Linked DNA regions of Mus musculus: all the other regions are linked to region 1. A link is a contact called in public HiChIP or PLAC-seq and promoter capture Hi-C data. All regions are on one chromosome and are shown on one strand. The core of a region is the stretch at or near the end of the contact, and the rest is flanking DNA. Distances in the headings are between cores, read along the strand shown. Region 1 holds the start of Atp8b3 (ATPase, class I, type 8B, member 3). Region 2 holds the start of Tmprss9 (transmembrane protease, serine 9). Region 3 holds the start of Ndufs7 (NADH:ubiquinone oxidoreductase core subunit S7). Region 4 holds the start of Lmnb2 (lamin B2). Region 5 holds the start of Pwwp3a (PWWP domain containing 3A, DNA repair factor). Region 6 holds the start of Efna2 (ephrin A2). Region 7 has its middle 17 kb from the start of Pwwp3a.

Region 1 (3,656 bases), core at 1,086-3,585:
GATGAACTCCATCCATGCCGGTGGGGCTGTGGAGTGGGGAAGAAAGACCCCTAAGTCACAATCACCCTGGCTGTCCAGTGCTTCTGGATGGTGTCTGACACTACCCTCATGGACCTTGAGATCTGCTCTCTAAAATACTGCCGCAAAAGCCAATCACAAGGGAATCCCAGCACAAGGGAGGCTGAAGCACGAGTATGGATGGCTTCAAGTCCCAGCCTGGCTCGGGGGTGAGCAGCAAGACCTTGTGTTGGAATAAAATAAAGACTGGAGGGTGGGGAGATGGGATAGGGGGTTCTGGAAGGGAGACCTGGAAATGGGACAACATTTGAAATGTAAATAAAGAAAATATCCAATAAAACGGGAAAAGGAAAAAGAAAAGAAAAGAAGTAGCCCTAGGTATTCACAAAAATCAATAAAAAAAATAAAGGCTGGGGTATAGGTTAGAGGATGGATCTATCTATCTATCTATCTATCTATCTCTCTATCTCTCTATCTCTCTATCTCTCTATCTCTCTATCTATCTATCATACATGCATATCTCACCTTCTCATGTCTACCTCAGAACTGCTCTCTGGACTTGCAGGACCCAGCATTACATCCCCCATCTATAGCTGGTCACCTGAGGCAAGGAACCCCACCTCTGAGATGCTGTAGCCTCGAGCCCTAGTGAGGAAGCTGTGGCTGGCCCGTCCAGTCTCCTCCATGCCCCTCCTGTTCCACCTGCTCCTGCAAGGCCCACCCCACACCCCACACATGCTCAGTCCATGTTTGCTGACTGACCCCACGGAGCTGAGGGGTTGTATATGTGACAGCTCACGGCTTGCGTATATTATGAGCATGGAGCCATGTTAAGATAGATCTGGTGTGTTGGCACCACACCAGATCCCTTTAATCCCTGCCCTTGGTACACCAAGTCAGTGGGTTGCTGTGAGTTCAAGGACACTCTGCCCTACATAGCAAAAGCCTGTCTCAAAGGAGGAGGAGGAAGAAGAGGAGGAGGAGGAGGAGGAAGAGGAGGAAGAGGAGGAGGAGGAGGAGGAGGAGGAGGAGGAGGAGGAGGAGGAGGAGGGAGACAAAAAGATCTGGCCTTGGGATTGCTAAGTGTAGTGACAGGGTCTCACTCTGCTGCTCTTACACCCATAATTCTGCTCCAGCCTCCTGGAGGAGCTAGGATGACAGACCTGTGCTCTCACTCCTGGCTGGGTCTGGTAACTTAAGACAGCCCTATACCTGGTGACATGGGTCCTCCCTGCTCCCTTCCCGGGGGGCAGATCTTCAACCACCACCTGAGCACTCACCCCATCGGTCCCCCAGTTTACCCATATGCCCCCCACTGTCACCACCCTGCCTGGTGGATTTCTTCCTCACCCTCCAAATTTCACTCTGTACTTCCCAGACCGGCCCGTGGGAATCATGCGCCTCCTGGGGGCTTCCTGAGCAGCTGGGGTGTCCCCCATCTTGCCTCTGGTCACCTCTCTTCTAGAGCTTTCACTGTCTTAATGTCTGCTGAACCCACATTTCCCCCAGGACAAGGAGTCCTGGTGTCTGAGTCATGTGTTTCCCCAGGGCATCTTGGGGCCCCACCTCCTCCTGGCTCAGCACCAGCTCTGGGTATTGGGCTTTTCCCTGATTATCACGTGAGGAAAACTGAGGCTGGAGAGGGTGTGGGAAGGATGTGTGAAGAGATCTTGATTCTAGGGAACACTCTAGTCCAGGGGTTCTTAACCTTCCTAATGCTATGACCCTTTAATAAGTTCCTCATATTGTGGGGACCCCAACGACAAAATTGGTTTTGTTGTTATTCCATGACTAATTTTGCTACTGTCATGAAGCATAATGCAAATATCTGTTTTTTTCAGATCGTCTTAGGTGGCCCCTGTGAAAGGGTCGTTTGACCCTCCCCAGGTTGAGAATTGCTACTGCACTCAGTCTTCCTTTCCAATGTTTTTCAAAGTTTCCAAAATCTTCCTGTTCCAAAGTGTTCCTGCCCACTCACCAGACACCCCATTAGCAGTATTCCCCAGCGGCCATGACGCACAGCCCTAGTGAACTCTAGTGGTCACCAAACTGTCCTGTAGGTAAGCTCCACCTCGGTGTCTGGTTTTATGAACCTCAAGGGGGCACCATCTCCTGTCTCAAGTGCTGGCATCCGGGCCCAAGACCCCTAGAGCACAGAGAGGTCACAGTGGCGCCCAAGGATGCACAACTCGTGAGCATCGGTGCTCACCTGCGAGGGCCGGGCTTGGTGGGGCCTGGCTGCCTAGGGCGGGCCGCCAGCGGCGTCCAGGGCCGCCGATGTTGTGGAGCTGTTAGCCTGGTGCCAACGGGTCTGAAACGGGTGGCGCGGGCTCGTGGGGCGGGGCATTGCGAAGGGGGCGGGGCCTACCAGAGCCTTAAGGCCTGCAGCTTAAGGGCAGGAGAAGGATAGGACCAGGCGACAGGGGCGGGGCCTGGAGAAGGTGGGGCCTAGTTGAATGGCACAGAGGGTAAGGGTAGAGCCTGGAGTTGTGGGCGTGGCTGAGTCTTCGGGGTGTGGTCAGGTCTCGTGGGCGGAGTCGTGTTTTAGGAGCTTGGCAGAGCCAACCTTGTGCTACAAACCAGGCTTATGGGTGGAGCAAGAATTAATTGTACAGCCAGGCGTAGTGGCATACGCCTTTAATCCCAGCACTCGGGAGGCAGAGGCAGGTGGATTTCTGAGTTCGAGGCCAGCCTGGTCTACAAAGTGAGTTCCAGGACAGCCAGGACAGCTATACAGAGAAACCCTGTCTCAAAAAAAAAAAAAAAAAAAGCGGAGACCAGGCTTCCAGGGGAGTCTATTCCTGGTGAGCGTGGTATTACATCTCAAGGATGGGACAATGCTTTGTGGGCGGAGGCATGAGTCAAGGGCCAGGAAGGAAGGAAGGAGGGAGGGGGTTTGGGTAAACTAGAAAGGACAGGAAAGCCTTGGGAAGAGGTCAGGGAGGAAAGGCAGGGGTCTGGCATCTGGAATCTCTGCGGGCAAGGCCAAGATAAGGCCAGCCGTAGAACAGAAAAGGGTCAAGCCAGGCAGTGGTGACACATGCCTTTAATCCCAGTACTTGGGAGGCAGAGACAGAGGCAGGCCTGGTCTACAGAGTGAGTTCCAGAACAGCCAGGGCTACACAGAGAAACTCTGTCTTGAAAAACCAAAAGGAGGAGGAGGAGGAGGAGGAGGAGGAGGAGGAGGAGGAGGAGGAGGAGGAGGAGGAGGAGGAGGAGGAGAAAAGAAGAAAAGGGTCAAGTCATGATCCAGGGAGGGAGGCAGAGACTAGGGCATGGCTGGGGTATCAGGGACAGGCTCAGAAAAGGTGGGTCTGAGCTTCATTCTGCAGGGCAGGAGTTAAGTTCAAACTGGTCTCAAGCTTTATTATGTAGGGGAATGCAGATTAATCCTCCACCCTATATAATGACAGCAGCCTCTCACTGAGCTACATCTCCTGCATTTGGGAAGAGCATCTTCCAAGCACACTAAGCACAGTATACTCCAGCCCAACTAAACATTGCTGAATTGGGGATTAGGAGTGGGAAGGTTGCACACCAGTGAGCACGGTTGAGCCAGGTCTGTATCTGTCATGCCTAAGTGGGAAAGGGAGCCCACAAGGCACTGATGGGCTATGTTGATACCTGTGTACAGTGGA
Region 2 (4,092 bases), core at 545-3,044, 340 kb after region 1:
CTGCAGTCCATCCCTAATAACACCTGTTTTGTTTGTTTGTTTTGTGACTGAGTTTCTCTGTCATCCAGAGGACCAGGCTGGCCTCAAACTCAGAGATCCGCCTGCCTCTGTGGTGTGGGCCACCACCTCCCAGCTCTATAACAACCTTTAGATATGGTGTCCACGCACATTGTTCAGTGGCGTTTTGCTCGCTGCTCTGTGAGGATCCCTTGTTCCTTGCAGCAGCTGTAGGCTCAGAACTTAGCTGGTGTTCCACATCAGGCAGAGAAAGCTACCATTTTATACTCATAGCTCCTTCAGTGCCCGACCTGCTCACTCAGTGTTTCCTGGGGAGATGTGTGCAGCCACCACTTCACTGAAGACAGGGCACCGACCTCAGACCACAGAACTGATCCTATAGACTGAGCTCAGGCAACCTGTGAGTTCACTGAGTGTGGGTGACTTAGAGGCAGTTTGGGGTTTCCTGATGCCTGACTTAGTCCCCTCTCCCTACCATTATGAATCATGGGAGTTTCAGGAAGTCTGTGAGTCTCAGGGAGCCTTCCCTCAGGAGGAAGTGCCTCCATTGAGAGGACACTGCTAGACAGCCCCTGTGTCACCAATGCACAGAAGTGCTGAACGTATGCCATGTTTACCCCCAACAAACCCTACTTACAGACCAAGTGTCAGGGTAGACTTGGTCTCCCAAAGCCAGGATCCTGGTCCCCTGTTGAGGATCAGAGCTGACCAGGAAGTAGTCTGTGTTCCATGGCCTGCATCTACCTCCTCCCCATTTTTGGCTACAATGTCTCACTTGGCAGTCCAGCCTTGCCTGGAACTCATAGAAATCCCCCTGCCTCAGCTTCCTGGATGCTGGGATGACAGGTGTGTGCTACCATGCTTGGTTCTGGTGAAGCAGTTCTTGGTAGCCTGGTCTCCCCAGCTCAGGTCTCCCGAGGTTCACAGAGTTGCATCAGCCCCTTTTCAGGGCTCTGTGTCTGTGGGCAAGGCAGCTCTGCAGTAATTACTGTGGGAAGGGCTGAATGGCATGGCATGCTTAGCACTCACTAAGAGCAAGTCCTCAGGGAAGGGATGAGCAAGGGGTGTGTGTGAGCACAGTAATGCGTGTGTGCTCGTGTGTGCATGCCTGTGTGCACACACACATGTGCATGTGTATATGTGTTATGCACACACATATCCACATGTGTGCATGCATGTGTGTATGTGCACGTATATGTATGTGTGCGCATGTGTGTATGCATATGTGTGCATGAATGTGTGTGGGTGTGTTTGCATGTGTGTGGTCGCCTGTGTGTGCATCTGTGTGTACATCTGTGTGTATGTGGACTGTCACGGAGGTCTCCCCTGCAGCCCGAGGCCGAGAGCTCACTGGTCAGAGCTGCAGCATGGCTCCTGTCTCTCACTTCAGTGATGATTTGGGGATATGGTTGCGTCTCACCCAGAATCTCTGTAGCTTAAGTGATGTCATAGTGGGGCCACTGACCTGTCCCCTCTGCTGTGCATGGCGGTCACAAGGGTCTGAGTGGCCATTTCAGGCAGATCAAGTCTCCTTAAGGATGGGACAAATTGGCTTGGCCTCAGCCTTGGGATACCAGGATTAGCAAAGGGTGCACTTGGGTCCACATGGGTGTCAGGGAATGCTGGGTGCATGCCTGTCACCCCTGCACTCTGGAAGTGGAGTCAGTTGATCAGGAGTCCAGGGCCAAGTGTGGCTGAATGTCAGATAAATCCTTTGTCCATTTTTTGTTCTTTTTCTCTTGCAGGTGTCTAGCTGGAGCTTACCTTTGCCGAGCCATGGAGCCCACTGCACCAGACTTACAACTTGTGCCAGAGGTGACAAAGGCTGTCTCTGTATCTGCTCCAGACCCTGGCCCTTGTCGAACGGCTGTCATCGCAGTGGTGGGCATCAGCATGGCCATCGTGACCCTGGGAGTCCTTTCAGGTAAGTGGCAGGAAGAAGGCCTGGGTCCTCGGATGCAAAAGGACATCCCAAGTGTCAAAGGGCTGACCTTCCAGCCAGATCCAGCAGTGGCAAGGACAGGCTCTGGGGTCCAAGAATATGCTGGGTATGCAGGAAGTGTTTGCAATGACAAGAAGGAGCGGGTGGGCGGGCAGTCCTGTGGTCGAATGGGGAGGGAACAGATATGTCAGTTTTGACAGCTTAAGGCAGCAGGAGGGTCAGGCAGGACTACAGGGGTGTGGCTTAGGAGAGGCTGGGCTCATGCCTGTTAGCATGGTGATACAGTGATAATGGGTACAAACTGGGGAACTTGTGTGGAAAAAATTTAATTGGCCAGGCAGTTGTGGCATACACCCTTTGATCTCTGTGAGTTTGAGGCCAACCTGGTCTACAGATAAAGTCTAGGACAGCCAGAGCTGCACAGAGAAACCCTGTATTGATAAAAGATAACAGAATACATTGATAATTGTCCTACAGTCCCCAACTGTACTAATATGTATTAAGCTTTTCTGGACGGGCTAGGTTACTGCAGTCTGATGTGGCTGAATGCTGCCCCCTAGTGGCTGTGCCTGTCACGTGCAGTAGCATTCTCATCTCCCCTCGTGCTCTACCCCTTTGAGGGTTTCCTGTCAGTCCAAGTGGCACACAAACCTTTGCGATCATTTTTGAGGGATTTTCCTGGTTTTTGAGAAAGAGAAGGGTCTGACGTAGCCCGTGCTAGCCTCAAACTCTCACTGCTAAGGATAACTTTAAACTCATGGTCTCTGTCTCATTCTCCGAAGTGCTGGGACTAGAGATGTGCACCACCATGCCACCACCCAGGGCCAATGCCTGCAGGGAGTGCTCTACCCACTGAGCGATACAGCCCATTGGGATGATCCCTCTACCCATGAATCCACAAATCCATCCCGACGGATGGCTAAGACTCAGCACCCACACACTATCCGTTTGCTTCTGTTGTGTTATTTTGTTTTTTGTTGTTGTTGTTGGTGGTGGTTTTATTGTTTTGTTTTGTTTTGTTTTTTGTTTTTTTGAGACAGTTTCTCTGTGTAGCTCTGACTGTCCTGAAACTTGCTCTGTAGATCAGGCTAGCCTCCAACTCAGAGATCTGTGTACCTCTGCCCCCTAGGGGCTGGGATTAAAGGCGTGTACCACCACTGTCTGGCAGATTTTGTTTTTTAAATTTTATTTCTGGGGCTAAGAGATGGCTCAGAGGGTAAGATCACTGCACTTTCAGAGGTCTTGAGTTCAATTCCTAGCCCCCACATGATGGCTCAAACCTTCTATAATGCAGGAAGAATGCTGTATTCATAATACATAAGTAAATCTTTTTTTATTACGTATTTTCCTCAATTACATTTCCAATGCTATCCCAAAAGTCTCCCACACCCTCCCCCCCACTCCTCTATCCAATAAATCTTTTTTTAAAAAAATTTATTTCTGTGTATGAGCTTTTTACTTGCATGTATGCCTGTGCGGCGCATGCATGCAGTACCCACGGCCGCCGGCAGAGGGTGCAAGGCACACTGGACCTGCTATTATAGGCGGTTGTGAGCTATATTGGTGCTGGAACCAAGTCAGGCTCCAAATGCCTGAACTGTCTCTCCACCCCCTAATTTACTTGCTAAGGGTAAAAGGCTCTCGTGTTGCTCTTTTTTTTTTTTTGGTTTTCCGAGACAGGGTTTCTCTGTGTAACCCTGGCTGTCGGGAACTCACTCTGTAGACCAGTTTGGCCTCGAACTCAGAAATCCGCCTGCCTCTGCCTCCCAAGTGTTGGGATTAAAGGCGTGCGCCATCACTGCCCGGCCGTGTTGGTCTTAAATACCCTGACACCACAGTGTCCGTGTGGCAGCTTCCTGAGTGGAGGAAACTGAAGAGTCAGAAACTCCCTTTAGGAGAAGTGGTGGCACAGGCAGGGCCAGCTGGGGCGGGACGGTTGTAAAATCCAAGTCACCACAGCCTACAGAGCAAACCTGCTTCAAAAGAATGAAAAGAAGAGAGGCTGGGAGATGGCTCAGCCCCCACACAGGGACTACCTCGCCAGACACCAGGGTCTCCATCCCCACACAAGAAAAAGCCAGGTGCAGTAATGGATGCTTGTCATCTCAGAGTCAAGGACACAGGGGCTCCTC
Region 3 (4,092 bases), core at 780-3,279, 290 kb before region 1:
TCCCAGAACACCTGACTCGTATGTACAATGGTGAGCTCTAGCACCGGTAGATCTCACACATACACACGAAATATTTAATATCTAGTATGGCTCAGCTGGCTGTGGCCTACTTCGGCTGTCTCTGAACCAACTTTTTATGTTTTCTGTAAATCTAAAATTCTAGATGGGCAGGGTAGGGTTGAAGCCAGAGGCCAGTCTGGGTTAAAAAGTGAAGCTCTGACTCAAAATTGAGCAAACGAACAAACAAAAACCTAAAAGTTTATTTTTCTCTAGTCCATAGTTCTCTCCAGCCATACCCAGCCTTGTAAAACACACACACACACACACACACACACCCCAAAATAAATAAATCACTGAACAAGTGGAAATTAGTGGAAGAGAGTGCTACATGTATATGATTCTATTCAGTTTACAAATGGGGAAAATGAGACTCCTGCCCAGGCGTTACTGACTTTCTACCAAATGACAGCCACCTCCCATCCCTTAATGCCAAGCCAAGCGCTCTGGAAATAAGAGGCAGGGATAATGTGTGTGTGCGTGCTCATGTGTGTGTGTGTCTGCGAGTGTGTGTGCTCATGCAAATGTGCAGCATGAGCCATTGGTACCCATGCCTGGGACAACTTTCGGACTCCAGTTCTCTCCTGCCACCTTGTGGGATCTAGAGATCTAACTCAGGTCTAGCAGCAGTCAACTGCTTTTATCCACTGAACCAGTTCAGACCTTTATCATTCTCATTATCATGGTTGGCCTTGAGTTTGCTGTCTAGCCAAGGACTCCTAACTCTCCTGCCTCAACCTCCCCAGGGCTGGAATGACAGGCACGCCACACATGCCTTGTTTATGTGGTGCCGAGGTGGAACCAGGGTCTTCTGCGTGATAGGAGAGAGTGCTCACTAACCACCTACATTTATTCATTTTACTTTATTATTTTATGTGTGGGTGTTTTGACTGCATGCATGCCTGGTGCCTGGAGAGATCAAAAGAGCCATCAGAGACCCATGAATTGGAGTTTTAGAAGGTTATGGGATGCTGGGAATTGAATTCCCATTCTTTTGAAAGAGGAACCAATGCTCTGCTGAGCCATTTTAAAAAAATGTTACCTTTGGGAGGCAGAGGCAGGTGAATTTCTGAGTTCAAGGCCAGCCTGGTTTACAGAGTGAGTTCCAGGACAGCCAGGACTATACAGAGAAACCCTGTCTCGAAAAACCAAAAAAGAAAAAAAAAAAAAAGTTACTTAACAACATCATTACCAACAACAATAATAATTTTGGCTTTTTGAGAGGAAGAACTTGTCCTCGTACACATCCTCCTGCTTCTCTGGGGTGCTAGTCTGACAGGTGTGTAAACAATTCACCCCGATACTTTTACATTTCATAGTCAGTAATGGCTTTAGACCTATTAATTGGAAGAATGCAGGACTGATTGCTAATATGTAAATAGAACGTAAAAGTTCAACATTGGATTGGACTAATTCAAGACTGTGGTTCAAAACGAATCAAAAATCTCAAAAACGGAAGACAGGTTCATCAATGAGTTAAAAACACTTGCCGAAACCCGGGATCGAACCAGGGACCTTTAGATCTTCAGTCTAACGCTCTCCCAACTGAGCTATTTCGGCGACGCGCTGTTTGTCGGTAACACCCTCCCTCCGCCCCGTGCCATTGCTTTAGCGCGCAAGCGCACTTCACAATTTGTCTGTCAAACCTTGTAGGGTTATACTATAAGCAGCTGACTAATGTCGTCTCTGTGGCGCAATCGGTTAGCGCGTTCGGCTGTTAACCGAAAGGTTGGTGGTTCGAGCCCACCCAGGGACGACCACAGCGACTTTTTCATTCCCTAATACTGAATAAAGTGGAAGTTCTTTATTTTGTCGCTGTTTCCTGTTTGTCACAGGACGACCGTGGCGCACTCTGCGCGGACGCGACCACAGGTATAAAGCGGGTCAGAACCACTCGGCTTGTGGTGCGGGTTTCCGCTGGTGTCTATTTGGGCGTTGGACTAGAACCGGAACTCTTTGGAGGACGGACCGCAGAGGTTGTCTGAAGGCCGAGGCCAAGATGGCGGCGCTGGCGGGTGAGTGAAGCCCTTGCGGTCGGGAGAGTGGCGTAGTCCTGGGCTCCGAGCTGGCGCTGCGGGGACCTTGGAGCCCAAGCCTAGTGTTGAGAGGCGTTGGGACCGTAGAGACCTATAGGTCAGATCCCAGCCCTCGGTAATGTCGGTGTCTAGCATTAGGCCGAAGCATGTTTGAATTCACGTTACACAGTTCTGCATGGTCTACATAGCAAGTTGCAGGCCTCCTGCTATCGTCCCTGATTATAGTCGGGAACGCTGAGGCCTGTGTATCTTCCAACCTCAGGAAGCTGACTGCAGAAACCCGGCTGATGTCCCCGAAGCACAGAGTGGGACAGGGGAGAGGCCCAGGACACTTAGGCCACCCACCCGGTGGCTCTTTCCATCTCATCCCCAACCTGGACAGCTAGCAAGGGCCTCTAGAGCAGATGTCTTAGTTTCCCTGCCAAAGCTTTGGTGTCTTTCTCTTTATGTACAGGGATTAAACACCTGTGCAGTTTGGTAGACGTGAGCGACAGTTGCTAAGTGGAACCTCCCATCGCCTAGCAGGTTGCAGTGTTAACATAAGGAGTGGGAGAACTCAGGAAGTCGGGTCTAACTCCTTCTGTGTTTTGTTGTTGCTTTGAGACAGTGTCTGATGGGTCCTAGCTCAAACTCTATACTGTGGGTGATCTTGAAGGCTTCATCCGAATGCCTTCACTGCTAATGCTGGGATGGCAGGTGTGCACAGTCAAGCCCATTTATACAGCACCAGGGATGGAACTAAGAGCTTGGTGCATGCCAGGCAGGGACTCTGCCAACACAACTCCAGCCCCAAATGCCTGCTTTGGAGACAGGATCTCATGTATAAGAGGCTGACTTTGAACTCCTGATCCTCCAGGCTCTGACCCCAAATACTAGGATGACAGACTTACTACTATACCCAACATTATTTTTTCTTTTAAAGATAGGGTCTTCCTGTGTGGCCTAGAGTCATATCAAACTCATGTTCCTGCTACAGTCTCTCATTGCTGGGGTTACAGACCCCACCACTGTACCCAGCCCAGCTGTGATGTAGCCCCCTTGAAGAGTGGAGGGCTTGGTGATTCGTGGTGTTGACTGCTGGCGCCTGAATTCACTCAGGCTCAGCTGTGATCTTGCTGGTGACAGTTAATAGACCTTACTGTGGTCCTATTTGAAGGAGAAACTAACACCTTAGAGACAACAAGGAGGATGTTTGCTGTAAGGCATTGTACTGTACAGCTGTGATCCCATCCCTTGGGACGCTGAGGCAGGATGAGCCTAGCCTGGGCTATACTGGATCCCTGCTTCAAAAGAAGGGCACTAAGATTTCTGGGAGTTCCAGGCCGGCCATGGATACATAGTAATACCATTTTAAAAGGCAGGAAGAGGAGGAGGCCTGGAGATGTGGTCCAGTGTTAAAACATTCACTGAATGTGTTCAGGGCCCCACATTTCATTCCCAGCATGACAGCACAGAAATCTGGTCTGAGCCAGACTTGTGCTTCATGCAGTCCTAGCTGCTCAGAAGGCTCTCCTGAGGTCAGAGTTCAGAAGCAGCTTAGGCAACACAAAGAGACCCTATGCCAGTTAAAACAAACACCTGCTGCTGGCACCTCCAGCCACTTAGTAGGGCATTTACTTTGCTGAAAGTTTATCCAAAGCCTTAAGTTTTTAGATGGGGAAGATCAGGCCTGGTGTGTGCCACTCAGTCAGAAAGTCTAGAGTCTGCAGTAGTCTGTCTTTGGTCTAAGCAGTCGTGACCTTGGGAAGCAGTAGCCCTGAGCAAGGCTGAAGTCAGTGAGGAGGGCTGAGGCAGAAGAAGGAGTGTGGAAAGCCACCGTCAGCCCAGCCCCGAGTGTGGGAGGCAGGATAATCCCCATGTCATGGTGGGTGTCTCTCTCCCAGTCCCACCTTTCTGTCATGGAGGGGCAGTCCCAGATGAGACCCCCTCCCACTTTCTTCCTCCAAGACAGGATCTTGCTATGTAATTCTAGCTGACTGGAACTTGGTATGTAGACCAG
Region 4 (3,609 bases), core at 505-3,004, 380 kb after region 1:
CCCTTACACACTGGGTACCCAAAAGTCCACGAGTCCTCTGAAGGGGATCAACACTGGATCAACACCTCTCCTCAGGGGCCCCAAATCTCCACAGCTCGAATAAGGATGGTCTTGCCTAGAGTGGTGCTCTCCCTCAGGGGTTCCCAGCACCCCTCACTGGGGTCCTCAGGGGTTTGGGTCTGCCAGGCTTGGTATTCCTCCCTCAGAGACCCTCAAAGCTCCCCAGGACAGCCTCCAGACAGCACTTCCTTAGGGTCCCCTAGGGTCTCATGGGCCCCTAACTGGGGAGACTTGCTCAGTCTCAGCACATTACCTCTGGGGTGTCTTAGGAATCAGGCAGGGTCCTTTAAACCTATGACCCTGGGTGGGCAGGGCTTTCCTGCCTATTCATGGAATGTGAAGTGTCCCCCAAGGTCCTTGAGACAGGGTTTCTCTGTGTAGCCCTGGCTGTCCTGGAACTCACTCTGTAGACCATGCTGGCCTCGAACTCAGAAATCCACCTGCCTCTGCCTCCCAAGTGCTGGGATTAAAAGCGTGCGCCACCACTGAGGGAAACACCCAAAGGTGACCTCTGGCTTCCACATGCACAAACACATACACACACACCCATACACACACACACCCATACACACACACACCCATACACACACACCCACACACACACACACACACCCATACACACACACACACACACACACACACACACACACACACACACAAGCCATCCTGATCCCACTCAGCTAAGCTTAGGTCCTTAGGACCCGGCTTTATTGAAGTTTTACCTCAGTCTACACGTCTCCTTTAGGGTCCCCATGTGAGCACAGGTTAGCTTCATCAGCACCTGTCTCAAGAGCGCCCGGGTGGGTGGGGCTTCGGGGGCGGGGACTAACATTGTTTACACCTGTCACTTGTCCCTAAAGTCCCTCCCATGGGAGGGATTTGGACCCATCTGCACTAGTCCCCTTCCCCGTCCAGACTTTAACCTGTGTTAGGGTTTTTGGTAGGCGGGACTTACCTGCCTGCACCAGTTCCTGGTCCCCCCAGTGGGTGGGGCTTAGCGGTTTGCACCTGTAAGAGATGTGTCTCCCCTCCCCTTGGGCGGCGCTCAGCGCTCTGCAATCGTCCCTGGGGTCTATGGTGGGCAGGGCTCAGGCCTATCACCCAACCCTGGGGTGTCCTGGTGAGCAAAACTTAGCTGTCGGCATCTGCCCCTGGGGGTCCCCGGTGGACTGGGCTTCAGCGTTATGCATCTGTACTGAGGTCCCCGGTAGGCAGTATTTAGCCCTTATATTCCAGCCCCAGAGTCCCCAGTGAACAAGACTCAGCTAGCTGTGCACCAGCCCCCGGGTCCCCTGTGGGCTGGGCTTAGCTAGTTCTATGCACCGTCTCCGGGATCCCGGGTGGGCAGGACTCCGCTCATTTCACCTATCACCAGGATCAAGCTCCCCGCGTCCCCGGTGCCGACCCACGTACCTCGCGAGTGGTCACCTCCTCCTTCTCGGAGATCCGGAGCAGCAACCTATCATTCTCCAGCTCCAGCGCGCGGACACGGTCGATGTAGTGTGCCAGGCGGTCGTTGAGCTCACGGAGCTCCTCCTTCTCCTGCAGCCGAGACAGACGCGTGGGCGACAGCGGCGTGGCGGGCCCCGCGTGGGGCGGCAGAGACGCCATGGCGGAGGTGGCGGCGGCGGGAGAATCACCTCGGTTGCCCGAATGCGGCGCGCTCATTCAATCCGCGCCGCGGAAGATGGCGCCGCCGCCCGCAGCGCGCCGGAATTTGTAGTCTCCTTGGCGCGGAGCACGCAGGGAGCCGTAGTCCACAGGGCAGCTTGCGAGGCATGCCAGGAGATGTAGTTTCCAGCTTTCCAGTAAAACCCGGGGTTTGGCAGTTACCCTGATTGCGGGTGGAGGAGGCGTTCTGATTTCTACATGTGTACAGATGCACACATGAAGCCACATAAGCGCACACACAGAAATCAATTAATAAATTAAACAAATGCAGAACAAATCGAACAAAAAGACAGCAAGGGTGGGTGAGATGCCTCAGAGGGTAGAAAGGCACCTGCTGCCAAAACTGATGGTCGAATTTGGATCGCTGAACCCTACATACGAGAAGACAAGCAATGCACACAATTGTCTCCTGGACTCCAATTGGGTTCTTCGAAAAACACAGAAATATGTGAGTTTGTGTTTTTGTTTTAATTAGAGGTGTCACATATGGGGCTGCTTCAGATAGTCTGCAGCAGCTGACTATGATTTGCTTCGTGCTCTAGCAGAGGCACGGTTTTGTCAGTTGCACATAGTTTCTGCGATTGTGACCTTAGGAATTATGGACACTTTTCAGAAGATATACAAATGTTATGGCCCCAAGACGGGCTTTGGTTGGTCTCTGTTGGTAACGGTTTGTTAACTAGTCGTGTGCAAAGAAGAAACAACAACAAGAAGAAATTAGATAGCCTGACAGCAAAATCAAACTTGCTCCAAGGAACTCAATGCCCCCAATCAACAGGAAATAGCCTAACAATAATGTCACCCCCTCTTCTCTCTGTCCTTTCCCCCCTCCTATCTAGTGTTAAGGGTTGAAAGGATGGAAAGAGGGTAGAAAAGGGTGGAAGAAAGAAGAACCCACAAAGTAGCCAAGTTCTGCTAAAGTGTCCACACACAGGAACATAGTAAACAAATGTAATTTTTAAAAGAGCCGCCACAAGGCAAATGTCCACTACTGTCTTCCCAGCACTGGCAGGAGGATGGTGAGTTTGAGGATAACATAGCAGAAACACAGGGCTACCAATGTGAGTCAATGTGTAGAGTGTTTGCCTGACTGAGGTCCTGGCTTCTATCCCAGCACCGTGGATGAGCCCCCTGCTCTCACCTCAGCACCAGGCAGATGGAGGTAAGAGAATCAGGAACTCAAGGGCAACCTCCGTGACACAGAGGGTGTGATGGTTTGTATATGCTCGGCCCAGTGTGTGGCACTATTAGAAGGTGTGGCCCTGCTGGAGCAGGTGTGGCACTGAGGGTGTGGGCTAAGACCCTCACCCTAGCTACCTCGAAGTCAGTCTTCCACTAGCAGCCTTCAGATGAAGATGTAGAACTCTCAGCTCTGCCTGCACCATGCCTGCCTGGACGGTGCCATGCTTCCTGCCTTAATGATAATGGACTGAACCTCTGAATCTGTAAGCCAGACCCAATTAAATGTCCTTATAAGAGTTGACTTGGGGCTGGAGAGATGGCTCGGTGGTTAAGAGCACTGACTGCTCTTAACTCGGAGGTCCTGAGTTCAAATCCCAGCAACCACATGGTGGCTCACTACCATCTGTAATGGGATCCAATACTCCCTTCTGGTGTGTCTGAAGACTGCAACAGTATATTCACATACGTAAGATAAAAAAAAAAAAAAAGAGTTGCCTTGGTCATGGTGTCTGTTCACAGCAGTAAAACCCTAACTAAGACAAAGGGTGTGAGGGAATATGGGCTATATGAGGCTCTGTCTCAGAAAACAAACAAACAAAATGGAGACCTGGGCAAGCAAGAAGACCCACCCAATCCAAATCACATAGGCCAACATGAAGCTGGATGTGGTAGAGCACCTGCATGTAATGTCAGCAC
Region 5 (3,624 bases), core at 496-2,995, 310 kb before region 1:
GGGTCAAGGCCTCTGTTCCTGGGTGCCCGACCCTGGCACATCTGTTCACTGAAGCTGAGGAAGAAGAGAGTTCATAGTGAGTGGGTTAAACAGGGACCAAGTTAACTGGTTCATGGGTAAGTGAGTTAGTAATGAATGGATCAACTGGCAAGTTGGTTAAACCATGAAGAGGTTACTAAATGGATGGGTTGATTAGTAAACGGCTAAACTGATGAATGGGTTGGTTAACTGGTGACTGGGTTTAACTAATTCCTTACATTACCATCTTTTGCTCACTGCTTCTGCTTCAATTGTGAACCTATAGAACCAACCTTGCTGAGAGACCTGGCCATCCCATGCATCCCACGGACACGCTCACACCACCCACTCACCCACATCCCCTCCACCACGCATAACCTCCAAGCTTATGCAGACCAGTAATGCTTGGTGGTGACAATGTGACAATCCTCACTTCAAGAGAATTACCTGAGAATCAGTGGCCTAGAACACACACACACTGCCCACTTTGGCCAGTGCTGTCAGGAGACCCTAGTACTGCCATCTAAGCTTCTGGGCCTGGGATTCCTGACCCCATGTCACTTGTGGCACAAGCCACCATCCTAATGACACCCAGGGTGCAGGCCCGTCATCTCACCTCTGTGGCCAACAACAACACTTGTTCTCCATCTGTAATAAGCACAGTAGAAAAACACTTAGGTTGGAGAGATGGCTCTTCCAGAGGATGGAGGTTCAAATCCCAGCACCCACGTGGCCCCTCACAACTTCCTGTAGTACTCCAAGATCTGATGGCTTCACACAGACATGCATGCAGGCAAACGCCAATGCGCATGAAATGGGAATAAGTAAACCATTTTAAAAAGGAAAAACAGTCATGAGAGACCAGGTCAGTGACATTGCTCAGGTGAGCAGCCTAACTGCCTTAGTTAAGAATTTGAGTGTGAACCTCACCTGCAGTGGTGGCACACGCCTTTAATCCCAGCATTTGGCAGGCAGAGGCAGGTAGAGTTTGAGGCCAGCCTGGTCTCTACAAAGTGAGTACCAGGACAGCCACAGCTATACAGAAAGATCCTGTCTCAAAAAAACAAAAACAAAAACATTTGTCGGCAGCCAAACTGGAAACTTCCAGTTCTAGAAAAGTCCATGGATACAGGTCCTGGATGCAGCCCCCCTCCCTCCCAGTCGCTGACTATGCTTGGGGACCTAGGTATGAGGCCATCTCACATTCTATTTTCCACTTCAGGACTTGGGCATCCTCACTGGATGGCTTTTTTTTTTTCCCACATAGGTGGGATAACTTCCTTCTGGGGTGGGAATCGGGTTACTTCGGAAGCTGGAAGGTACTAGAAGTCTGTGAGGAGCTCGTGAGGCCTTCGCCTTCCCAACCCCCCTCTGTCTTCGCATAGCTGCTCGCAGGCGGAAATCTGTCTGGAAAAAGGGCCCACTTTCCGTCTCAGGAACCATTGCAGGATGTAGGAAAACTGGGGCGTGGACTACGGGCTGAGGCGTGGTCTAGGGAGGCCGCCGCCGTCTGTGGGAGGGGCCATGATGTGAGCTCCATCTTCTTATTGGCCAGCAGCGGGGGGTGGGACTTGGAGCGGGCCTCCCGGTCTACCCTGCCTCGGGCCCAGGGGGAGCCCTCGCCGCGCACTCCACAAGTTGGGCAGGAGGGAAGGCGGTGGAGGGCGTGACCGATGGGCTGAGGCGTGGCCCGCAGGAGGTGGCGCGCTCTTGGGGGGCGGGGTCGAGGCGCAGGTACGCAGTTCCCATTGGGCGGCGGCGCGGGCGGGACTCGGCGCCGCTGTGAGGCAGGCCCCGCCCCTAGCCCGCGGGGATCTGCGCGGCGGCGGAGGCGGTGAGCGCGCGGGCTTGCGGCGGCGGTTGGCGGGCGGGCTTCCGCCGTTGGGACCGCCGCGGCCTGGTCGCTCAGGCTCGGACGCCGCGTCAGGCGGGCTGGGTGGGTGAGCCCGCTGCGGCCTGGGGAGGGCCGGGCGGGGTGCAGGCGGAGAGCCTGGGGAAGGGCGGCGGCTGGGCTGGACCAGCTGGGCCGCGTCCGGTTCTGCGCAGGGCCCACGTGCGGCCGAGGCCCCTGGGGGGCTGAGAACCTCGTTTCCTGGTGCAAACCCTGTGTTTCTGACCTAAGTCCCCTTCTCTGCAGCCTGAGCCCCATCCCTGCCGAGAGCCTCGTATTTCCGGCCTGATCCCTATCTTCTGCAGCCTGAACCCCGTATTTCCGGCCTTATATCTCTCTTCTGCAACCTGAGCCCCGAGTTTCCTACCTTATACCCCTTTTTTGCAGCCTGAACCCGTGTCCTTGCTAAGACCCCGAGTTTCCTGCTGGAGGCCCCTTATTGACCGGATACCTCGACCTCTGCAGTATCAACCCAACATTACACACATACACACACACACCCCGTGCCGCCTGAATCGTGAATTTACTGCTTGGTACCCTGTCTCAGCAGCCTGAATTTATGTCCTTGCTGAAAATTCTGGATTTCTTGCCTTATTTCTTCCCTTTGACCCCCTCTCTGCAGTCTAAGCCCCCAATTTGCTGCTCGAACCTTATCCCTGTTGTGAACTCTGAGTTTCATGTCAGAATCGCAGTCTCCGCGCCCAAACTCCCTCTAGCCTGACCTCCCATTCATTGCTGTAAACCCTATATTTCCTGCTGAACTCAAGTTTCTGCAGCTTGAATCTCAGTTCCTCTGTGAACCCCATCTTTGTTTCCCTACTGCAAACCCCACCTCTTTTACCTGACTCCTACCTGAACCTCTTTCTTTGCTATGGACATATTTGCTGCCCAAACCCCAGTCCTTGTTACCTGAGCCTCATCTTTTGTTGTCTGAGTTCCCATAACGCTGCAGAGCCCTTGTTATCTCCTGAAACCCCACCCTGCTTTAATGAACTCCCATCCTTGCTGGGAACCCTGTTCCCCCAACTCTGCTGCCTGTAATCCCTCTGGAAAACCTTTCCTGCTTCTACGATCCCTTCTACTACATAAACCCTTGTTTCTGCTGGTAGTTCCCTTGTTCCTGCCGTCCTTCCTGCTGCTTTGGTCCCCCTTCCCCCATCTTTCCATTTCTGTTCACAGCCCTGGCTGCTTCTGCCAGAACCCTGCATCTGTCCCTGTCCTTCCAGGGAATGGGGTATGTGGAGTGTGGTGTGTGCTGCAGCCACCCTTCAGGCCCGAGGCAGGGAGGGCTTGTGAGCTTTGCTGCTGCAGCATAGTTTGCGTGCAACCTTAAAGAGGGGATCTGTTAAATTTTATTTACAGAAAACAAGACATTTCCTCAAATTCCAGGGCCCTGCACTTGACTGTCACTTGGCTCTTTGCCCAACGTCTCAAGACCAGGCTCTGAATTGACCTGTGTCCTAGAAGCTGGGTGTGCGGCTAGCCTCTGCCCTGGAAGATTGTGTCTGTGTGAACCTCACTGCTGCAAGCAGCACCTTTCTAAAACACATTTCATTGCAGGGGACCTCTGGCCTCAGTCAAGCCTGTACCACCGCACGCCCAGATACTCCTTTCTGAGTCATGACGGATGCCAAGTATGTCCTCTGCCGATGGGGGAAGCGACTGTGGCCTGCGAAGGTGACAGCCCTTATTCTCTTAATTTCAGGAATTAGAAA
Region 6 (3,687 bases), core at 767-3,266, 360 kb before region 1:
AATTTTAGCCTCCTGCCTGGCAATGTGGCCTTTGATGGCTGTAGAGTCACCAGACACTGAGATCAGGAGCCTGAGGCTTTGCCCTGTGTACCAGAGTGGCATGGGTGGGGCATGGGTGACCAACCAGGGTTGATGAGTGAAGCCTGGAGACAGGGTTGGCCCAGGGCCACTGAAGACCGTCAGTGTGGGTTTGAATCATAGGGTGAGCAATGGCCTGAGCACACAGCCCCAGCAGATGGTTGAAGGACCCAGATATCCCATAACAGATCTCACCTGATGGATCTGAAGCCACCTTTGACCCTGGTAACTCCTGACCTTCATTGATGCTTGTCTCCATGGTAGGCCCCTGACCTCTGACTATCTCCAAGGCAGGGTCTTATTTCCAGTGACCACTGGCCTCATGGTCTGAGGCAGGATGCCTGCGGAGGGCATGGGACTTCCTAGGCTCCCTGTCACTATGGTGGCCAGGCAGGGCTCCCTGGAACAAAAGGCCTTCTGAGGCCCTGCTCTCCCCTCATCTGTGTGTCCTCAGGAGCGACAGGCAGGCTTGGGAGGTAGAGTGGGGGACAGCCGCCTTTGTTCCTGTCCTCACTCTGGATCTGACCTTGAGACAACAGACAAGAACAGAAGGCAAAGCTTTCTGCTCAAATCCACTGGCGGCAGGCAGCTCTCAACTCGGTGGCCCCAGCATGCAAATGAGGCCTGGTGATGTGGCCTCCTTGCTAGGTGTCCTTGTGACTGGCCCTGGTGATTGAGAACCTAACAGATACAGTCTAGTAGATGAGACTACCCTCTTGGTTGCCCTCCCCATTGCAAAGGGGGTGCTCATGTCCCAGACAGGGCAGCTCCCCAACATTCACCTTTATGGGCAGAATGCTTAGACATGTGGCCCTGTGTCCTGTGGGTGCCACCAGGGCTTGACCTGGAAATCCCAGAATACCCTTGACAGCCAAGTTCAGGTCCCCAAGTAAAGCCGGGCCTACAAAGAGGAGAGACATATTTCAGTGGAGAGTGGGGACAGAGCACTTCCAGGTCTGGGTAAAGATTTCACATCTGTGCCCACCCAGTGTGTGTGTGTGTGTGTGTGTGTGTACACACAAGCACAAGTGAACACATGTTTATGTGTGTGGCATGTGGGGAACTTGTCACAGAAGGCCACATATCTAATTTCTACAGTGCCACCCTGGCCTTTTTGGTCCCAGGTAATAATAACACTGGCCAGCTTTAGCTTTTCCCAGTCCGCACACAGAAGGACATTTTAGAATCCAACTGCTCTGTGGTCCCCAACACCAAGCACAGGACCCAGCAAGTGAAAAACAAGCCAGCAAACCCATCTGGTTCACACAGCTCTGATCTAGGTGTTGTAGGGAAAGCCCTCCCTGAGCGAGCAAGCGAGCGAGTGTCCTTTCACCTGCCAGGAATTGGGGTGATTCCCAGAGTTCCTGAAGTGACTCCCAGAGGCCTCAAGGATGTACAGTCGAGGAGGATGGAAAGCTAGGAAAGGGTGACTTGGAACTTTAGTTCTTTTCTGCTGCGGTTTCATGTAGCCCAGGTTGGCCTAGAACCCTCTATGTAGCCGAGGATGACCTTGAATGTCTGATCCTTCTGCCTCAGCCTCCCGAATGCTGGGAGGGCAGGTGTGCACCACCACAACTGGCCTACGACTTCTTTGTTTTATCAGATCTGATCTGACACTGTAGCCTAGGATGGCCTGGAACTCGCGTCAATCCTCCTGCCTCAGCCTCCTAAGTACTGAGATGCCAGGCGCGGCGCAAACAAGCACTTCGCTACAACCTACCCAGGGTGGGGCCACAAAGCCCCCCCACCCCCGCACAAGCTCAGCGCTCTGGGGTCCCCTTCCCGATGCGGGAGGCTAGGGCGGGACCCTGGGGATCCGCGGCAGAGTCTGCGCGAGTCTGGCCGGGGCGGGGCCCGGGCAGAGGCTTGGAGGGTCCGGGGCGCGGCGGGAGGGGGCGCCCGCGACCCTCCAAGACGCTCCAGCGGGGACAAAGGCGAGGGGAGCCCCCGCGCCCGGGGAACCCGGGAGAGCGCCTTGCGCAGTGCACCGCTCGGGCCTCTGCCCCGCGCCGCCGTCGCCGCCGCCGCCGCCGCCGCCGCCGCCGCCTGGTTTCTCGGCGCCCGCGGTCTACGGCGGGGGCCGCGCGCAGAGGCGGGGCGGCAGATCTCCAAGCGCGCGCGGCGCTCCGCCCGCTCGGCGGCGGAGGCGGAGGCGGAGACGGCGGGGCCAGGCGGCGGCTGGAGAGCGAGGGAGCGAGCGCGGCGGCAGCACCGGGGCCATGGCGCCCGCGCAGCGCCCGCTGCTGCCGCTGCTGCTGCTGCTGCTGCCGCTGCGTGCGCGCAACGAGGACCCGGCCCGGGCCAACGCTGACCGATACGCAGTCTACTGGAACCGTAGCAACCCCAGGTGAGCTTGATTGGGGGAACCCCCGGGGACCCCAAGAGGCCCCAGCCCTGGGGATTGCAGCGCACGGACCTCCTCCTGAACTTCGGGGGTGCCTAGTATTCCCCCAAGAGCTCCTGGACTTTGGGGGAAGCCCTCTGCACCCTCAGACTCAGGAGTTCCTTCTCTGTACTTGCTTGGGGGACACCCTTGAACCCCTGGCCTCTTGGAGGAGGGAGCACCCTGGAGGGCTGAGGGTTTGGCAAATATCCCTGGGGACTTCCCTTCCACCCAAGGAATCCCCGGACTTGGCTCTTTTGAGAAGGTTCTGAGAGTCCTGTCTTTGGTTCTCCAGATGAACTTGGGGAAGTTACAAAATCCCCTTTCTACCCCTATGTTCACTCGTTCACTCCAAGGGGTGCTCCAATCCCCCAGACACTTTAGAGGAACAGAGGGGACCAGGCACCAAAGCGACGGAGGTCAGTTTGAGGGGTGCAGCCTAGGCTTATCGTTTTCCACCTTTGTAGCTGCGGGGGGAAACTGAGGTGCAGGAGCCAGGAGGGGCTGCCTCAAGGTCATGCCCAGAGAACTGGTGCTAGGGCTGGAGACCCTGGTGGTACCCAGCCTGCCACACCCAGCAAGGCACCGGGTCCTGCCTGTCTGTTTGGTGGCACCCCATGGGTCAGACCCTGCCAGGCACTGGGTACAGTCAGGGGACACAGCAGAAGCCACTGTTACAGGCTGAGTAAAAAGTTTACAGCCACTGACCACATTCTGGAAAGCATAGAACCTTCCGGGTCAGAAGGGTCTCAGAAGTGGGGGCATGCTGGAGGGTGTCTTGGGAGATAGGCTTTGGGGTTCCAAGGCTTGGGTGCAGTATAGATCGAGAGTCCCCATGTGTCCGAGGCTGGCCAGTGAGGAACTTAGTTGATGGATCAGCCAAGCTGCCCTCTTGATCCATCAACAGAAAGTTGCAAAAAAAAGGTGGTCTTTGAGGCAAGCTGTGGCACAAGGGCCAACAGTGTCTCTCGGTGGGAGTGGGAGCTCTCTGTCCCCTACCATCAAGGCAGAGCTGTGAGGTCAGCTCCTTTGGGCTGAGGGCAGGGACCCCAGGTCCTCTCAGCAACCTGGCAGGACCATCGCTCAGTGGGCCCCCTACCCCCACGGCCCGCCAGCTACACTGGTCACATGTGGGTTTGATTAACACTCAGTGGCCGTGCAGGGAGCAGGGTGAGACTTCCTTGGCCTAAGTTTTCTAGTTTTAGCTTGTGGAGTCTCTGTCCCCA
Region 7 (4,062 bases), core at 307-2,806, 330 kb before region 1:
GTCTTCTTCTTGAAGACTTTTCTGGTCCCATTTGAGGGACAGAAAGAAGGCAGCTGGGGATTTTTTTTTTCTTCCAAGTGAGTTTTAGGGATGGCAGAGATTCCAGGTCCCAGACTGACCCTGTTTAGCTTTGGGAAACTATCCCCAAAAGTCTCCATGTAGACATCTGCTGGGAGAGCAGCCCCAGGAGCCAGGGAGGGCCTGGGGTAGGCCAAGGGGACATGGGGACTTATAAAAGACCCCTTGAGTTTTTCTATTGATTTGGATCTCCCCCAAATCAGACCGCCACGGCTGCAGACATCTCGGTCTCTCAAGCTGGGTGCACAATGTCGCCTGTCGACCCGAGTTTTCTGCAATCTCCATCTCTGTAGTTCTCTGTCTGCCCCCAGGCAGCCGTGGAAACTAGAGCTGAGCCTCCTCCAGGCAGGCTGTCTTTGTTGGGGCTTTGTGTCCCCATTGGGAGACAGTAGGGTACGCTTTCTTTCTAGCTGCCCACTGCACAAGGCCAGGGTGACAGCTCTCAGCAGGGGGGCTGTCACGCTTGACCCATGTGTGTCTGAAGGCTAGTGGCCTTTTTGGAAAGGGGAGGATGGCCCTCAGTTACTCAGCTCCTGCAAGGTCTCCGGCCCTTTCCTTCCCAAGAAGAAATGAGTCCAGGCCCCACAGTATCCTGAGCTGTTACCAGGACATTGTGCTGTTGTTTGAGACAGAGTTTCAGTCTGTAGATCAGGCTGGCCTCATCATCTCCTTCCTCTGCCTCCAGAGCGCTGTGGTTAAGAGCAAGGGACACAACACTTGCCAAGGGGAAGATTGGCATTACCAAATACAGAAGAGAGCAAGGCATGTGTCATATACATCTTAAAACGGTTTGTTTATTTATTGTATGTGTGTATGCGTGAGCTTGGGTGTGTGTCCCTGGAGGGCAATAGGTGGTGTCAGACCCCTCAAAGCTGGAGTTACAAGTGGTTGCTAGCAGAGCCGTGACTGCTGAGATCTGAACTTGGACTCTCTGCAAGAGCAGCAAGAGTTTTTAACCACTGGGCTGTCTCTCATCATCTTTTGATATAAAACATAACGGAGGTGGACAGTGTTGCCTTTAGTCCCAGTATTCCAGAGGGGAGCATAAGTATCTCTGAGTTCAAGGCCAGCCAGCTCTATAGAGAGAGTTCTAGGACAGCCAGGAACCCTGATTCTCAAGAAACCAACCCTCCCAAATACACACACACACACACACACACACACACACACACACACACACACATATATATGTATATTTTTTTTAAAGAAGCTTACTGCTCACTTGGAGCTCCTTGTTGGTTTCCAGGGTTTGACCTGTGTTCCACATCAGACCCTAATGCTGTGCGAGGATCCCAGGTCTACACGATGTTTACATAAGTTTCCATCCTCTGCGGTGTGGACCGCAGGGAACCGCTACTCCACACCCTGCACACGCAGGCCTAGGCCTCCGTGTTAAAAACCGGTAATGGTTCCGGGGAGCGGAGCGCGATTCCATGAATAAAACAGGAGGCTTGCAGCCAGCTCTCCTCTCCCACAGCGAATGCATAATCAGGCCGCAGGCTGAGAGACGGATGAGGCTCGCTGGAGCGCGCGCAGAGACGCCCAGGCAGCAATCAATGAGCCGTCGCTCATCCTCTAATTGCTGGGGTGCACCGACTGGGATGACCCACTCGTGAGGGGCATTCCATACCTGTTGGCTCCGGGAGGCCTCTGGAGGCCCAGGCTGCTTCCCCCCAGCCCCTGAGGCCCATCTGTCATGTCACCCAGCCTGAGCCATGCCAGATCAGATTGTAAGGGACGGTGGGGTTTGGTATGCTCATATCTGCAACAATTTTCCCACCACCTGCACTGTGTGGCTAGGAATCTGGGAGAATCCTAGTCCCAAATGTGTGTGTAGCAGTGATGGAACCTGACAACGGGATATGGCAATTGTCCTTGACCCTGTTAAAGCTCAGGGGGCACTGTTGGTCCTGGTGGAGGGCTGCCATCAGTGAGGTTGAGAACGATGTGTGCTGCCATGCCCTCGGCCTTACTATTTTGCATTACTTTAATTTACGGTCAGAGGACACCTTATGGGAGTCCAGTTTCCTTTTCCATCCTGTGGGCCCTGGGATCAAACACAGGTTGCCAGGCTTGTGGTCAAGTGCTCTGCCCCACTGAACACCTCAGTTCCTGCCGCCTCCTCACCTTGTCCCTGCCTTCTCCCCTCCCTTATTTCTTCCTTCAGTCTTCACATTTTGTCGTCCTTCCTTCCTTCCTTCCTTTCTTCCTTCCTTCTTCCTTCTTTTCCTTTCTCTCTCTCTCTCTTTCTCTCTCTCTTTCTTTCTTTTTTTTTTTTTTTGTTGTTTTTTTTGAGACAGGGTTTCTCTGTGTAGCCCTGGCTGTCCTGGAACTCACTCTGTAGACCAGGCTGGTCTTGTACTCAGAAACCTGCCTGCCTCTGCCTCCCGAGTGCCAGGATTAAGGACGAGTGCCTCTGCCTGCCCACTTGATACTCTTTCTGTTACAGCGACTCCTACAGCCTGTGTTGTCCTTAATTCCCAGTGATGATCTCGAACTCTGGATCATCTTGTCTCCACTTCCAGGACTGTCCTGGTCATGGGATTTATAACTCGTGGGCAGCTGGCCTCATGCAGGCCAGGTGGGGAGGAAGGGGCTCCCACCTCCCTGGGAGTTCTGCGAGCTTTTTTCACAACACCAGGGAACCTGTTTCCCCAAAACGGAGCTGGACTCAAACCTGTCAATTGCTATAAAAATGTTTTCCAAAGGAAGTTGAGGTCAGCATGGGGGACAGGCACGTGCATGGACTATTTGGACTGGAGTGTAATATATGGTAATCCATGGCTACAGAAGGATCTGGGACTCACCTCACAAGCCCCAGACTGTCACTCAGGCCTGCTCAATGGCAGGAGCAAGAGAGAGGGGATCGGGGTGGGGCTGGGGTATAGAAGGCAGCTTTTGGATACCTGTTTGGACAAAGGTGATTTTCTTTTTTCTTTTTCTTTTCTTTTTCTTTTCTCTCTCTTTTTTTTTTTTTTTTTTTTTTTTGGTTTTTTTGAGACAGGGTTTCTCTGTATAGCCCTGGCTGTCCTGGAACTCACTTTGTAGACCAGGATGGCCTCGAACTCAGAAATCCGCCTGCCTCTGCCTCCCGAGTGCTGGGATTAAAGGCGTGCGCCACCACGGCTCCAAAGGTGATTTTCTTTTTCTCTCTCTTTGGCTTTCTTTTTTAAAACAATATTTATTTATTTATTTATTTATTTATCTATCATGTATATGAGTATACTGTAGCTGTACAGATGGTTGTGAGCCACAGTGTGGTTGCTGGGATTTGAACTCAGGACCATTGGGAAGAGCAGTCAGTGCTCTTCTTAACTGCTGAGCCATCTCGCCAGCTCTCTCTTTAGGTTTCAAGACAGGGTTTCTCTGTGTAGCCCTGTCTGTCCTGAAACTCCCTCTCTACATCAGGCTGGCCTTGAACTCAGAGATCCACCTGCCTGTACCTCCAGAGTGCTGGGATCAAAGGCCTGCATCACCTTGCTGGTTTTATCTCCTTAAATTTATGCATTTTAATTTTTTTTTCAAACTTTTTTTTATTATTAGGTATTTTCCTCGTTTACATTTTCAATGCTATCCCAAAGGTCCCCCATACCCACCCCCCAATCCCCTACCCACCCACTCCCCCTTTTTGGCCCTGGCGTTCCCCTGTACTGGGGCATATAAAGTTTGCAAGTCCAATGGGCCTCTCTTTGCAGTGATGGCTGACTAGGCCATCTTTTGATACATATGCAGCTAAAGACAAGAGCTCCCGGGTACTGGTTAGTTCATATTGTTGTTCCACCTATAGGGTTGCAGTTCCCTTTAGCTCCTTGGGTAATTTCTCTAGCTCCTCCATTGGGGGCCGTGTGACCCATCCAATAGCTGACTGTGATCATCCACTTCTGTGTTTGCTAGGCCCCGGGCATTTTAATTTTATATGAATGGGTGTGTTGCCTTCATGCCCGTGCCTGGTGTCTTAGAAGGCAGAGAGTAGGGCTGGTGAGA

Evidence for each region. Promoter capture Hi-C pulls out the DNA fragments that hold promoters and counts their contacts. HiChIP or PLAC-seq counts read pairs in DNA pulled down with a chosen protein or histone mark.
Region 2: a contact with region 1 is called in an H3K27ac HiChIP or PLAC-seq map of double positive thymocytes, with 5 read pairs. The contact joins the promoter of Tmprss9 here to the promoter of Atp8b3 in region 1. A contact is called at or near these places in 4 of 39 promoter capture datasets (the C10 cell line, cranial neural crest, liver and 1 more), 1 of 484 Hi-C or Micro-C datasets (CD4 T cells), 2 of 115 datasets of contacts at active chromatin or transcription factors (double positive thymocytes and pancreatic cancer cells) and 2 of 9 other capture datasets (adipose tissue and liver).
Region 3: a promoter capture Hi-C map of pre-B cells shows a contact between it and region 1, with 5 times the contacts expected there. The contact joins the promoter of Ndufs7 here to the promoter of Atp8b3 in region 1. A contact is called at or near these places in 3 of 39 promoter capture datasets (liver and pre-B cells), 1 of 484 Hi-C or Micro-C datasets (the N1E-115 cell line) and 1 of 115 datasets of contacts at active chromatin or transcription factors (pancreatic cancer cells).
Region 4: a promoter capture Hi-C map of liver shows a contact between it and region 1, with 2.7 times the contacts expected there. The contact joins the promoter of Lmnb2 here to the promoter of Atp8b3 in region 1. A contact is called at or near these places in 5 of 39 promoter capture datasets (the C10 cell line, cranial neural crest, liver and 1 more) and 2 of 115 datasets of contacts at active chromatin or transcription factors (bone marrow-derived macrophages and pancreatic cancer cells).
Region 5: a promoter capture Hi-C map of pre-B cells shows a contact between it and region 1, with 4 times the contacts expected there. The contact joins the promoter of Pwwp3a here to the promoter of Atp8b3 in region 1. A contact is called at or near these places in 3 of 39 promoter capture datasets (liver and pre-B cells) and 1 of 115 datasets of contacts at active chromatin or transcription factors (large pre-B cells).
Region 6: a contact with region 1 is called in a promoter capture Hi-C map of pre-B cells. The contact joins the promoter of Efna2 here to the promoter of Atp8b3 in region 1. A contact is called at or near these places in 2 of 39 promoter capture datasets (liver and pre-B cells), 2 of 484 Hi-C or Micro-C datasets (B cells and CD4 T cells) and 1 of 9 other capture datasets (embryonic stem cells).
Region 7: a contact with region 1 is called in a promoter capture Hi-C map of neural stem cells. The contact joins the enhancer-like site here to the promoter of Atp8b3 in region 1. A contact is called at or near these places in 3 of 39 promoter capture datasets (liver, neural stem cells and pre-B cells).

Annotation. Positions count from the first base shown.
Region 1 is chr10:80,536,789-80,540,444 of GRCm38.p6, forward strand. It overlaps Atp8b3 (ATPase, class I, type 8B, member 3), which reads right to left and starts at 2,336. Exons shown (of 28, transcript NM_026094.3): 1 at 2,228-2,336; 2 at 1-26. The coding sequence starts at 16.
Region 2 is chr10:80,878,022-80,882,113 of GRCm38.p6, forward strand. It overlaps Tmprss9 (transmembrane protease, serine 9), which reads left to right and starts at 1,795. Exons shown (of 18, transcript NM_001081688.2): 1 at 1,795-1,942. The coding sequence starts at 1,795.
Region 3 is chr10:80,247,420-80,251,511 of GRCm38.p6, forward strand. Ndufs7 (NADH:ubiquinone oxidoreductase core subunit S7) reads left to right here and starts at 2,030. Exons shown (of 8, transcript NM_029272.4): 1 at 2,030-2,072. The coding sequence starts at 2,057. n-TFgaa3 (a tRNA gene) reads right to left here and starts at 1,617; the gene lies at 1,545-1,617. It overlaps n-TNgtt7 (a tRNA gene), which reads left to right and starts at 1,740; the gene lies at 1,740-1,813.
Region 4 is chr10:80,916,491-80,920,099 of GRCm38.p6, forward strand. It overlaps Lmnb2 (lamin B2), which reads right to left and starts at 1,755. Exons shown (of 12, transcript NM_010722.5): 1 at 1,474-1,755. The coding sequence starts at 1,728.
Region 5 is chr10:80,224,853-80,228,476 of GRCm38.p6, forward strand. It overlaps Pwwp3a (PWWP domain containing 3A, DNA repair factor), which reads left to right and starts at 1,746. Exons shown (of 14, transcript NM_023431.5): 1 at 1,746-1,852; 2 at 3,470-3,586. The coding sequence starts at 3,530.
Region 6 is chr10:80,177,466-80,181,152 of GRCm38.p6, forward strand. It overlaps Efna2 (ephrin A2), which reads left to right and starts at 2,017. Exons shown (of 4, transcript NM_007909.3): 1 at 2,017-2,425. The coding sequence starts at 2,298.
Region 7 is chr10:80,207,450-80,211,511 of GRCm38.p6, forward strand. No RefSeq gene overlaps it. Among named protein-coding and RNA genes, the nearest start is that of Pwwp3a, 17 kb to the right of the region's middle. Within about 2 kb of position 1,557, at least 42 of the 459 cell types and tissues checked have an H3K27ac peak or open chromatin away from gene starts, as enhancers often do. A contact at or near this core is called in neural stem cells, where this site is marked.